Regions from separate parts of the Rattus norvegicus genome. Here all the other regions are linked to region 1. Evidence: chromatin contacts called from public Hi-C data. All regions are on one chromosome and are shown on one strand. Each heading gives the region's core, a stretch centred on a gene start, on an enhancer-like site or on the middle of the called end of the contact. The rest is flanking DNA. Distances are from core to core; before and after follow the strand shown.

The links. A called contact is a pair of places that touch in the nucleus more often than the background predicts.
Region 2: a Hi-C map of hepatocytes shows a contact between it and region 1, with 2.5 times the contacts expected there. The contact joins two enhancer-like sites. A contact is called at or near these places in 10 of 12 Hi-C or Micro-C datasets (the Rat2 cell line, Schwann cells, frontal cortex and 5 more).
Region 3: a Hi-C map of liver shows a contact between it and region 1, with 3 times the contacts expected there. The contact joins two enhancer-like sites. A contact is called at or near these places in 2 of 12 Hi-C or Micro-C datasets (kidney and liver).

What each region holds. Positions count from the first base shown.
Region 1 is chr3:73,966,285-73,969,893 of GRCr8, reverse strand. No RefSeq gene overlaps it. Among named protein-coding and RNA genes, the nearest start is that of Cers6, 71 kb to the left of the region's middle. Within about 2 kb of position 2,358, at least 6 of the 93 cell types and tissues checked have an H3K27ac peak or open chromatin away from gene starts, as enhancers often do. A contact at or near this core is called in hepatocytes and liver, where this site is marked.
Region 2 is chr3:74,268,162-74,271,665 of GRCr8, reverse strand. All of the region lies in intron 8 of Cers6 (ceramide synthase 6), which reads right to left. Among named protein-coding and RNA genes, the nearest start is that of Nostrin, 43 kb to the left of the region's middle. Within about 2 kb of position 1,780, at least 11 of the 93 cell types and tissues checked have an H3K27ac peak or open chromatin away from gene starts, as enhancers often do. A contact at or near this core is called in hepatocytes and liver, where this site is marked.
Region 3 is chr3:74,413,213-74,417,098 of GRCr8, reverse strand. G6pc2 (glucose-6-phosphatase catalytic subunit 2) reads right to left here. Exons shown (of 7, transcript XM_017592318.3): 7 at 3,708-3,886. Among named protein-coding and RNA genes, the nearest start is that of G6pc2, 10 kb to the right of the region's middle. Within about 2 kb of position 1,633, at least 4 of the 93 cell types and tissues checked have an H3K27ac peak or open chromatin away from gene starts, as enhancers often do. A contact at or near this core is called in liver, where this site is marked.

The DNA of each region.
Region 1 (3,609 bases), core at 1,109-3,608:
GTAAACAGAGATGAAGAGTTTCATCTGTACATATGAAAATTTTAGTCTTTTTCAGACTTGTCACTAAAAACATCAGTTAGAGCCAGTTCTAGTGGTACACGCCTTTAATCCTCATCACTCAAAAGGCAGAGGTCGAAGATCTTTGTGACTTTAAGGCTAGCCTGCTCTATGTAGAGAGTTTCCAGGGTAGCCCGGAATACTTAGTGAGAATAATAATAAATAATAATAAATAATAAATAATAAATAAATAATAAATAAATAAATAAAAACAAAAGCTAAAAATATCAACTAATTCTATGCAAAGCTGATATAGGCTTAGATATTTTACAAAGTTAAGATGGTCTCCAGTTGCTAAGTTGTAATCTCATCTCTCTCCTCCACTCCAGCAGTTTCTTTTTCTTTTTTTGTGAAAAAAAGCCATTAAAATGAGAAATGGAGAGATTAAGCTAAATTTCAGACAATGGTAGTAGTAACAACAACAACAACCCTTCTGTTCACAAGCCCATAAGACAAGAATGGCTTCTGTCTCATCTTGTTAATGGAGTGCACACACTGTCATCCTCCTAGTACTGGATCCTATTAAACCACACTCTTCTTTTTGCTTTCAGAGAAACAACTCGGTGTGAGCACACTGTAATAATAGAAACATGAAAACAGCCCCATTTGCTAACATCAAAAGGCCTGGACTGATGAACTCAAACATCAGAAAGTAGGTTAATTTTTTTTTTTTATTCTCCTTGAGAGAGAGTGGGAGGTGAAGCAAATGGGGTGGACCAGTTAAGAAGCTGAGGGTTTGAAAACTGTGTCCTATGATACAAGGGAAAAACGGAGAAGCAATGTTCCACAGATAAGACCCACTCGAAATACGGGGATATAATAATGGAACCACTACAGTAAAGAACTCCTCTCTCAAGTTGTAGCACTTCACTGGGGACTTCCTGCAGCCACGGCATGCCTATTAGTTTCTCATTGGAGCAGCTGCGCTCAGTCTTTTTGGACTACAGCTCTTCCTGGATGACATTTAAATATGCAACCTTCCCACAGGAATGGCCAGATGTCAACAAGTTCAAAACATTTCATGTGTGTGCAGAAGTGAAACACCGGGGTGATTTGTAACGGTGAGTGGAGCTAAAGGTAGTTAGAGAAAGACTAGGCCGCCATTCCCAACACCTTCAGCTAGCACCACATCCTTTCTTCCGTCCAGGAAGGCTATGGGGTTAGATAGAAAATTTAGGGGAGGGCTGAAAAGATGGCTCAGCGGTTAAGAGCACTGACCGCTCTTCCAGAGGTCCTGAGTTCAAATCTCAGCAACCACATGGTGGCTCACAACCATCTGTAATGAGATCTGATGCCCTCTTCTGGTGTGTCTGAAGACAGCTACAGTGTACTCACATACATTAAATACATAAATAAAAAAAAAAAAGAAAGTTTAGGGGAGAGGCTTTGAATCCATTCTTTTATTCTTATTATTAATTAAAATATTTGCCTTAGCTGGGAAGTGGTGGCACACACCTTCAATCTCATCACTCAGGAGGCAGAAGCAGGCAGATCTTTTAGAGTTCAAGGCCAGCCTGATCTAGAGTGAGTTCCAGGAGAGCCAGAGCTACACAGATAGAAACTCTGTCTCAAAACAACAGCAACAACAACAGAACAACAGCAACAGAAACAAACCTAAAACCCTAAAGCAAAAAAAAAAAAAAAAAAATGCCAGTGGGACTTCTCGTTCCTATCAGTTATGGATGTGCCATTGAATAAATAGTAGGAAGGAGGGGGAAGAGAGAGGTGTTTTATAGGAAACAGAAACTGGGAAGCAAAGCAAGAGTGATAGGAGAACTTGAAAGCATGTGTCCTGCTACAGAACCTCTTGGCTTCCTTACTTAGTGGCTGCAGTTGGGAGACAAGGCGAGCAACTGACTTTATCCTTTGCCCAAAGTCCCAGGTCTGGGGTGCAAGGCCAGAGGACAGTCTAAGGTGAAGCAACAGATCCCAGGACTTCTTATGGGCATGAAGAAACTAGAAAAGAGGTCTCCTTTTTTTTTTTTAATGAGACTGGGATTATCTTGTCATCTAGGCCGGCCTCCCCTTTAGGGTCTCCCCCACCCCTCACTCCCTCGTGTCAGGGTTCCAGGTGCTTTTGATAGCCAGTCTAAGGCCCTAAAACACTTTCCTGGACTCACTGAGAAAACTGTTCTCACTTACTGTCTGATTACCAAATACCTTCACTTGTAAACATGTCCATTTCCTAAAAGTTCACTGTTTCAAAGGAGAGCATCTGTTTCGAAAGACTTTTCATATTGCAATCTGTAACAGCACAAACTATTAAGTAATTCGGTAGGAATTTCAACATTAGGAAAGGGCTGTGTGTCACAGTTATGCCAGGAAACAGCACATTCATGGACTTGATCGTTGTGGGTTAGTAAGGAGACTCTTATTGACAAAAGAATGAGTTCAAGAGAACCAGGCGATAAAGTCCCTGCTATTAGTACTGCTGGGACTGCTAATACCAGGTCCTCTTAATCCCTGGTCCTGCAGGGGTCGGTGTGTGTGAAATATTATGTGGCCTCTCCCAGGGAGACATGAACAAACCTTTATTCATTCCACATAAGACACCAAAGACAGACCAAACAGTTCCACCCAAATCCACTTTGGTGAAGCAAGGGGTTTATTGGGGTTCCTTACAGAAGCATCCAGAAGGGGTTTCCATATGAAATGAATGACTTCAAGGCAGAGGCATCACTGGAAAGCCTGCCCAGCTGGTATGAGTGACCACCCAGGGAAGCTGTAACTCAAAAGTTCTCAGGCTGATTTGCAGCAAATCCACAGGGATGCATCCCCTCCCCCGGCCCTGCCCTGATTTTATAACCTTAGACTGGGGGCCCTGTGAGTCTTTAATGGTCTGAGATTCTTCAGTCTTGTGATTCTCCCTCCTCCCTCCAGGAGGGAATGTTTCAATTCAGAGAAAATAGCAATACAACAGCAGTGGGGAGCTATGAAGTTTGGTGAGTGGTGAGTGGCAGGAGCTGGGGCTGAAGGGAGAGAGAGCAGACACCAGGCAAGCACAGTTAGGCCAGGAGGTTTGCAGGAGATGGCTGAACTTGAGATTCGGTTGTTTGTGGGGCTCCCACAAGTCCAGAAGCCAGAGGGAACAGGAAGAGGAGAGTGAAGGACTTGGAGACCAGAGCAAGGTGGAAAATGGAAAACACAGTCGAGATAGGATAAGGGGCGAATGAGCTGCCCAGAGCACTTCTGCAGAGCTCACCCTACATACCCTCCTTCCCCTTTCATCCCTCTGTGATCATTGGCAACAGTTAAAAAAGGAGAATTGAAAAACTATACTTTCTGAACATCACAGTACTCACCATTTTGATTTGGGGTGATTTCCTTTACTGGTGGGTAAGCAGACCACGCCCCTGGATGTTAATAGCCATAAGAGGCAATCAATCTACATAGTCTGAATAAATGTTGAATCCTTCCCTGACCGCAAATATGATCTGGACATAAGTCTATCTTATAATTCGGTTTCTGCAGACAAAAGGCCACGGAGATTAACAAATTGTTCCCAGGCTTCCCCTCCACTTTAATTGCACGAGGACCCATAATCTGCTGGAC
Region 2 (3,504 bases), core at 531-3,030, 300 kb before region 1:
TAACTGTGCCCTTGCCTATCAGTCTGCGGCAAACATGGATGTGATTTCTTTATCCCTGGCAGGAATCTGAGCTTGAATCCTGGCCAACTGCTTCTCTGTCTTTGGAAATAGATGTACCGGCTCTATCCTGCCATTGTTACAGATGAGACATTCAGTCAAATACACCTTACTTTAGTCCTAACCTGGCTGGACTTCCTGGCTGGAGCAGGGGTTCTTCTCAACCCACTCTCCTCCCTATGTTCCTCATCGCCATACCCGAGTCCTCTTAGCCATGCTGGGTGTTTCACAGCATGATTGAGGCAGGCCTGTCTTCACCCCTGCCTGTGTGATGTGATGTTGCTTCCCTGTTGGTAAAGGTGACTTTTGCTCTGCTCCTTATTAACAGTCCTTCATGGAGCAATTACTATTGCTAAAAGCGTCAAATATGTCACACACATTATTTGATCTTGCTAGGTGTAAGAGTCAACGGTCACTGAAACCAGGCTCAAGCAGTGCACATTGTGCAAAAGGTTTCAGGGTAAATCCTCATCTCCCCCAATCCCCCAGTGGGTACTCTTATCTCTATTTTTCAGACAGGACACTGAAGCACAGAGAATGTAAATAACATGGCCACAGTTGGGGTTGGGAGGTGGAGAGAGCTGAGACATGGGCGGCCTGGGGTACTGCGCTAGGCCCCCAGGCACCTCGTGCTCCTTGGCTCTCCTAGCTGCATGTTAGCCTCTTACCCATGTTTATGCTCAGAGCCAAGACATCGCCATCCGACAGCAGAGACAGTGCCCCATGGGCCTCTTGCTTGGCACACAGGCAGAACATCCCCTCTGTCTGTTACTGCTTGCTCTGGTTTCCGGAGACAGGCCTTAGTCTCATCCCCTGGTTTCTAATAGCCATGTTCCAGTTTGTTCCTGCCTAAATGGCCGAAGTGGGTTTAGTTTAATTGATTCCCCCACCTTGGCCCATTCCTTTAACCTTTAAATCCCCAAATAATTATCTCTCCTACTGACAATCAAGTAATGCCTTTCGCTACCACCTTGACATAGATATGAAATATTAACGATGTAAAAATCAAAGACTTCTTTCTAAGCTCAGCTCATAAAACAGGCATGTGAGCCCCCTGCTGCTTTCTTTGATTTTCTCTTTGGAAGGGTGGAGGCCCGTGCACATCTCCAATACCCTCGACTTCAAGATAAAAGCATTTAAGGCCAACTCTTGGAGCAATGGGGGAAGCTAAGAGAAAGCAACTTCAGGGACCGCTCCTTCACTCTTCTTCCTTAGACAGGGTCTTTCCATGTAGTTCGGGCAGACCCTAAACTGACGGTGTGAGTCTTGCAGGTACTACGTTGTCCCTAGCATGGGGCCTCACTGAGAGCTGGATGTAAGGTGTCCTGGCCCTCTCAAGGAGGGAAATGCTTTCTAGTCACTGTGCGAACTACATGTTGACCACCCCTGTTTTGTATTTCTGGAATCCAATCTCAGAGATCAATTTTCTTCTTGGACCCTAACATTATATACAAAAAGTTTCAGGGTTTAAAGCATTCTGAACTTTTAGATTAGAGAGGTTTGGCCGTAAAGTTTATGCAAATGTAAAGAGATCTGAAACATCTAAGTCACTAACAGTTTGGATAAGGGCTACTCAGTCATCAGTAGGCTGATGTAAAAATCACTAAAAATTCCAAACACGGGGCACATGTGACTCATGCATTACGTGTGGGTGTATGTATCCTCTAGTGTGTACTTGATATCTGACCTGCGAAGACCCAAGCTTACTCAACAGCAATGCTGACAGATAAGATTGAGCACCGTCCTTTGCTCCTTCTTGCCTCATATCATATCTCCTTGGCTCTGAGACTCTGACCCTTGATACTTCCGGTTTCTTGGCTCTATCTATCACATGGTCTTTCCGGTGTTTCACTTGGCAGCACCCACACAAAAACTCTGACCTGTCTTGTGATCCCTTGCTCTAGTGTGTCCATTGTGACACTGCCTGGCTTCCCAGAACACCACCCAAGGGAGGTAGTATGGGCACACATCTGCAGGTCCTGTGGTCAGGAAAGACAGAGCTTTAATCTGGGCTATATAAATAGTTGTAGGCAGCGTTCTCTCTCTCTCTCTCTCTCTCTCTCTCTCTCTCTCTTTCTCTCTCTCTCTCTCCTCGCTGACATTTCCTCTGTTTTTATTTAAGATTTCAAGGATATGATTTTATATTTTATCTTAGAGAAATGTCTCGGAAAATCTTGGAAGTGCTGCCACCAAGATTAACTGTCCTCAGGCCCGCCATATTGAGGGTGTTCTGTACCTGAGAGGCTTTATCCCTTTCCCCTTGGCAAGAGAAAGACAGTAAACATTTTTTTTTTTTTAAACAAAGACTTAACCCTTCAGAATAAGTCAGAATTTACTAAACTAGATTGTGAGATGCTCAAAAACCTAGAGGAAAACCTAACCAAACCCCCAAAACTCTAGAATTATAAATACAGAGATTTTGATATGACAAAATGCTCTTTTTCAAAATGTTGTTTTTCTTTGGATCAAAACAACCCAAGAAAACCTGCATTGAATAATAGCAGAGCAATTGACGAGCAAAGACAGTATTCTGGAAAAAAAATAACTGCAATAGTGTTAACTATTGGAATAATTGCTACAGAGTGTAACAGGCGTGCTTTGAGTGTGGGCAGATGTGGGCTTACTCAGAAAAGAGCTGACAGTTTGCACATTACGTCTCAAGTAGAAGTCAAAACACTGTGTTCCGGGCTTGGATCTTGTGCTTGCCAGTTGGGTGCCTTACTATTCTTTTATAAACTTCAGTTTTCATGTCTGCAAAGCAAAGGCCTGAGCTAATGCGACTACTAAAGGCTTCTGAAGCAGAGGCATAAGAAGCTTCGTGACTCTTCCTCCTTCCAGGTTTACCTAAAATTCCCCATGGTCCGACTGCTTCCTTCAAGCAAAAATTCCCCAATGGACAGATGCATTGTTCTCGGGTGACTCTCAAAACTTTGAACTCAGCCTAAGGAAGCAGAAGCTTTGTTCTCCATGAGTAAAAGTAAGAAAAAAAAAATACAAAGAAGGAAAGTACGAAGTTGCATTTAGCAGGAACTCACGAAGCACTCAAGAGCTTGAACAAATGTTCTATTTGCAAGAGCAAAGCTTTTCCTACTCCTGGCTTCATGACACTCTGACACAGACTGGCTTTCTGCAGAAGGTTGTTGAAGCAGACCACGAGAGCTACAGGGATCCCTAGCAAGCCCCCAGCTTAACTGGGGTGCAATTGCTAGTCTCACCGGGCTCCTAATCGGCATATCTCCAGCTTTCACACTAACAAGGCAGAGCAATGCAGAAGGCTTACCAGCAGGAGCTGGCCCTAGAACCCAGATCCATAGTCCTCTCCTCATACTGCTGTGCAGCCTAACAAAACTAGAAGTTATCAACAGTAGATGTTCTTGATGTTACTGTATCCAACTTTAAATCTGTGTGTGAGACTGTGACACTGCATACGTAACTTGGTACCACAGG
Region 3 (3,886 bases), core at 384-2,883, 450 kb before region 1:
TGCTGCTGCGCTTCCCCTCATGATGGCCACAGACTCTCAGCGTCTGGAACTATGAGCCTTCAAATTAAAATGTTTTCCTTTATAAGTTGTGCCTCTTCCCAGCAAGAGAAAAATAACTAAGCCTGAGTGAGAATACATCATACGGAATTCTCAAAGAATAAAGGTTTAAAAAAATATTTGATAAACTTACACCACCTAGTAAATGGCCCCTCACAATGGCAGTCTAGAGCCAGATTGGAATGCAAGAATGACTTGTCCAAGGTGACTGATAAACTCCATGAAGCCCTTTGTACATCTACTGCCTTTGAATGTGCTCGCATCTGCCCACCGTGTTCTAATGCTGCACAGATTAGCTGTAAGTGAGTCTCTTGGTTGGCTGAGATGGGAAAGGTATGAGCTCACTGAAGCCAAGAGAATAAGATGCACAGAGACCCTCCATGACAGACAGAACCTCTACTTCAGCTTTGCCGAGTCACTGAGGTCTTCAGACAGGAAGTAGGACCAACCTCACGGCTTCTTTTACACCTGCCCAAATTCCTAATGGGCAGAGCTTGGACTATGATGAAGGCAAAAGAATATCTCAAGGGCTACCTGTTTTTAATGCAGAATTGCTCAACTGAGAGATGCTAGTATTTGTTACAGGCAGTGGTGGATACAACATGAGCCGGTAAGAGCAGGATGTGTGTTCATGGAAGACAGCCTGGGCAATACTGGCTAAAAACAACGCCTGGGGCCTGGAAAGCCAATTTTAGAATGGAAGTTAGAGTGTGATTGGGCCAACAGTACCCTAGGGTGGGTAAGGGCTGGAAGAGAACTGCTTTCTTCATTTGGGGCTGTGTTCTCTGGTACACATGTCACCTACTCTTCCTTCCTGATGCCCAGATGATCCCAGGGAAGAGGTTCAGTCCTCATCTGGCCCAGCACTGAAGTGAAATGATGGGCAGTGGAAGTCAATGTAACTCCTGGGTTGAGCCCAATCCAGCAGGACCCCAGATGCCACATTTATTCATCTCCCTGCCCTGTCCTGGCAGCCTCTCTGAGGAAGCAACACAGTCTTTGGACAGAAGACAGATTCTCTTTAGAGATCACAATGGCAAAATGTTGGAGGAAAAAAGAAAAACCCTAAGAAATTAAGAATTCATAACAGAACAGAACTAATTGGTTTCCCACTAATCTGTACAGCTTTAGTCTTTGAGTTTTCACCCTACTTTAGAGAGATCTCCTGTCTGTTGCCTAAAGAAATGAGATGTGATTTTTTTTTCTAAATCATTATTGTGATCTCCATCAAAGGACAGCAAAGACAGTAATTAGTACTCTTCACAGACCAGCCTCGCTTTAGACATAAACTGCATTTGTCTTTTGCAGAGCCCAAAATGAAGCATTTATTTTTAGAATTTTCTCATGGGTTGCTGCTTGCTGCTAGATCTTTCTACTATTCATGTTCCTTTAACGGAAACAGGATGAGGACGTTAAAATACTAACAGAGTAGCATAACCTGACCCTCACGGGGGAATCATCAGGTGATACAGTAAAGAGCAGGGAAAGGTTAAGGATGACTCTTTAGTTCCTTGGCAACATTAAATCCAGGTATTCATCCAAGAGAGCTGTTTATGATTTACAAAGAGACAAAAGGCCATCAATGAGGGCAAAGTCTTCAGGGCACCTGGGTACTTGGAGAGCTTTTGTAACTAGTTTCTGAATGACCACGGAAGTGCTAAAATAGGAAAAGTAGGAAAACCTGGTCAGAAAATCTTCCTGTCAGCCACGCATTGTGAGTAAAACACACAGTTTTGTTGCCATTAGATTCCCAAGCCATGGCGCTGGAAGGCTTAACCCAGACTCCTCAGTTTGGAGCAGGAAAGCTGAGTTCAGGGAGACCAGGGTGGCCAGAGCTCACAGGATAGAGTCAGAGAAGAGGGATCCCACTGGTGAAGGCATCTCTTGATAATGCTGCAGAGTCCAGTGTTAACCCACTACAGACTCTCTGCCTCACCCACAGCAGTGTGGGATAGGAGACAATATAAATTTTGTTTTGCTTTGTTTTCAATGAAAAACCACTGTGGGGTTGAACTTGTAAAACAGTTCAGTAGCTACTGGGCACGCATTTAAATGAACTAAGAATAGGTAACATTCTATAATATCCTTCTCTAGTTGTATTAGCTGCCTTTTAAGAGCTTAATAGTCCTTACAGAGCAAATATCTTTATCACTCTAAAGAGTTCAGTTAAAAACTGCTGGGGAAAATAGTCTGAATACAAGTTAGAAAATTTAAAATGTTTTTTTTAAGATTTTTTTAAACATTTATTTATTTATTATGTATACATCATACAGCTTTCTGCCTGCATGTGTGCCTGCAGGCCAGAAGAGGGCACCAGACCTGATTATAGATGGTTGTGAGCCACCATGTGGTTGCTGGGATTTGAACTCAGGACCTCTGGAAGAGCAGACAGTGCTCTTAACCTCTGAGCCATCTCTCCAGCCCTTAAAATGTTTTTTAAAGTAAGAGTTTTCCATATGTGTATGTGTTCATCTGGTCTCAAATTTTATGTTAAAAACTTGGATCTGTACTATTTAGAGCCATGCCCTTGGATTTCAAGAATGTCTTATAACGCTTGTTTTTTTGTTTTTTTTGTTTTTTTTTTTTAAGCTCTCTGTTGTAGGGACAAGCACACAGAGACTGCATCAACTAAACCTTCTAAGGGAGAAGTTCAGTCAATAAGCTGCCCAAAGAAAGTGACTCAGCAGTCTTCCTGGTAGCTAGTTTTAGCAATAATAAATTCCCTGGCATTTCTTTTCAAATGCATGTTTGATTGGGACGGCTTCCCAAACCACTTGTCTAGAGTCTATCATCCTGACAGCTCATGCTATTGGCATTTTTCTCTTGAATATGCAGATGTGTAGACGCTTTGACTAGATGGATATCGCAAGTCAAATGAGCTCATTTGGATTATTTCACGTGAATAAATTGAAAGCCGGTCTTCTCCATCATGATTAAAATCAGGCATTTTCTCCAAGGCCAGACAGAGCTGTTTCTCTCGCTGCCTAAGCAATTTCAATCACAAAAGCAAATTGCCTCCATATGGATTCCTCCAGGAGACTTCAACTCCATAGAAAGAAAAATCTCGCTAGGGACTCGGAGGCTTCATGGTAGACGCGGGTAGAGTTGTTAGAGATTAATTATTGAAAATAAGCCATGCCTCATTCCATTTCCCCTCTGAGGATCCCATGTCATCTAACAGACAGCTGTGTAGAGTAGCTGAAGAAAACTCCTCTCTGGGAACCTATGGGGAACATGCGGTAGAGCCAGGCACAGCAACAGAATCCCCTGACTGCTGATGGGCACAGTCCCCTCAGGCCGTGGGTGGAAGCAGGCTCAGGATATATTGGGATAGAAGATTCAAGTTGAACATTATTGACTCTACAGGAAATGTTGAAAAAGTCCCTCCGAGGGAAGCAGGCCTCAGACATTTACAGATGGGACTGGACAGACGGCACACAATGCGCTGGGGACTACAGTAGCCTATGGGACAAAGGCAAAGAACACTGAAGAAATGAACAAGAACCATCCTGTTCTGTTTCTTTCGCTCCAGTGCTCCAATCGATGTGGGATGGATTTATTCTGAAGTAAACCCTTCTTTTACCCTGTTTGGTTTGTTTTGCTTAGGAATCCATTGCCTATTTAAAAAAAGAGAGAGAGAGAGAGAACTCTAGTTAAAGTGTCTTGTAAAAGCAACAGTTAATTTACTAAAATTACACTTAGAAAGCTGCCAATAATTAGCTGTTAGAGAAGTTATTTTCCATGACTATTATCAAATAGCCTTCCCTTCAACTGGTATGTTTTCATACATATTGATGACCTCTTTAATAGATCATCACTTAAAGTAACT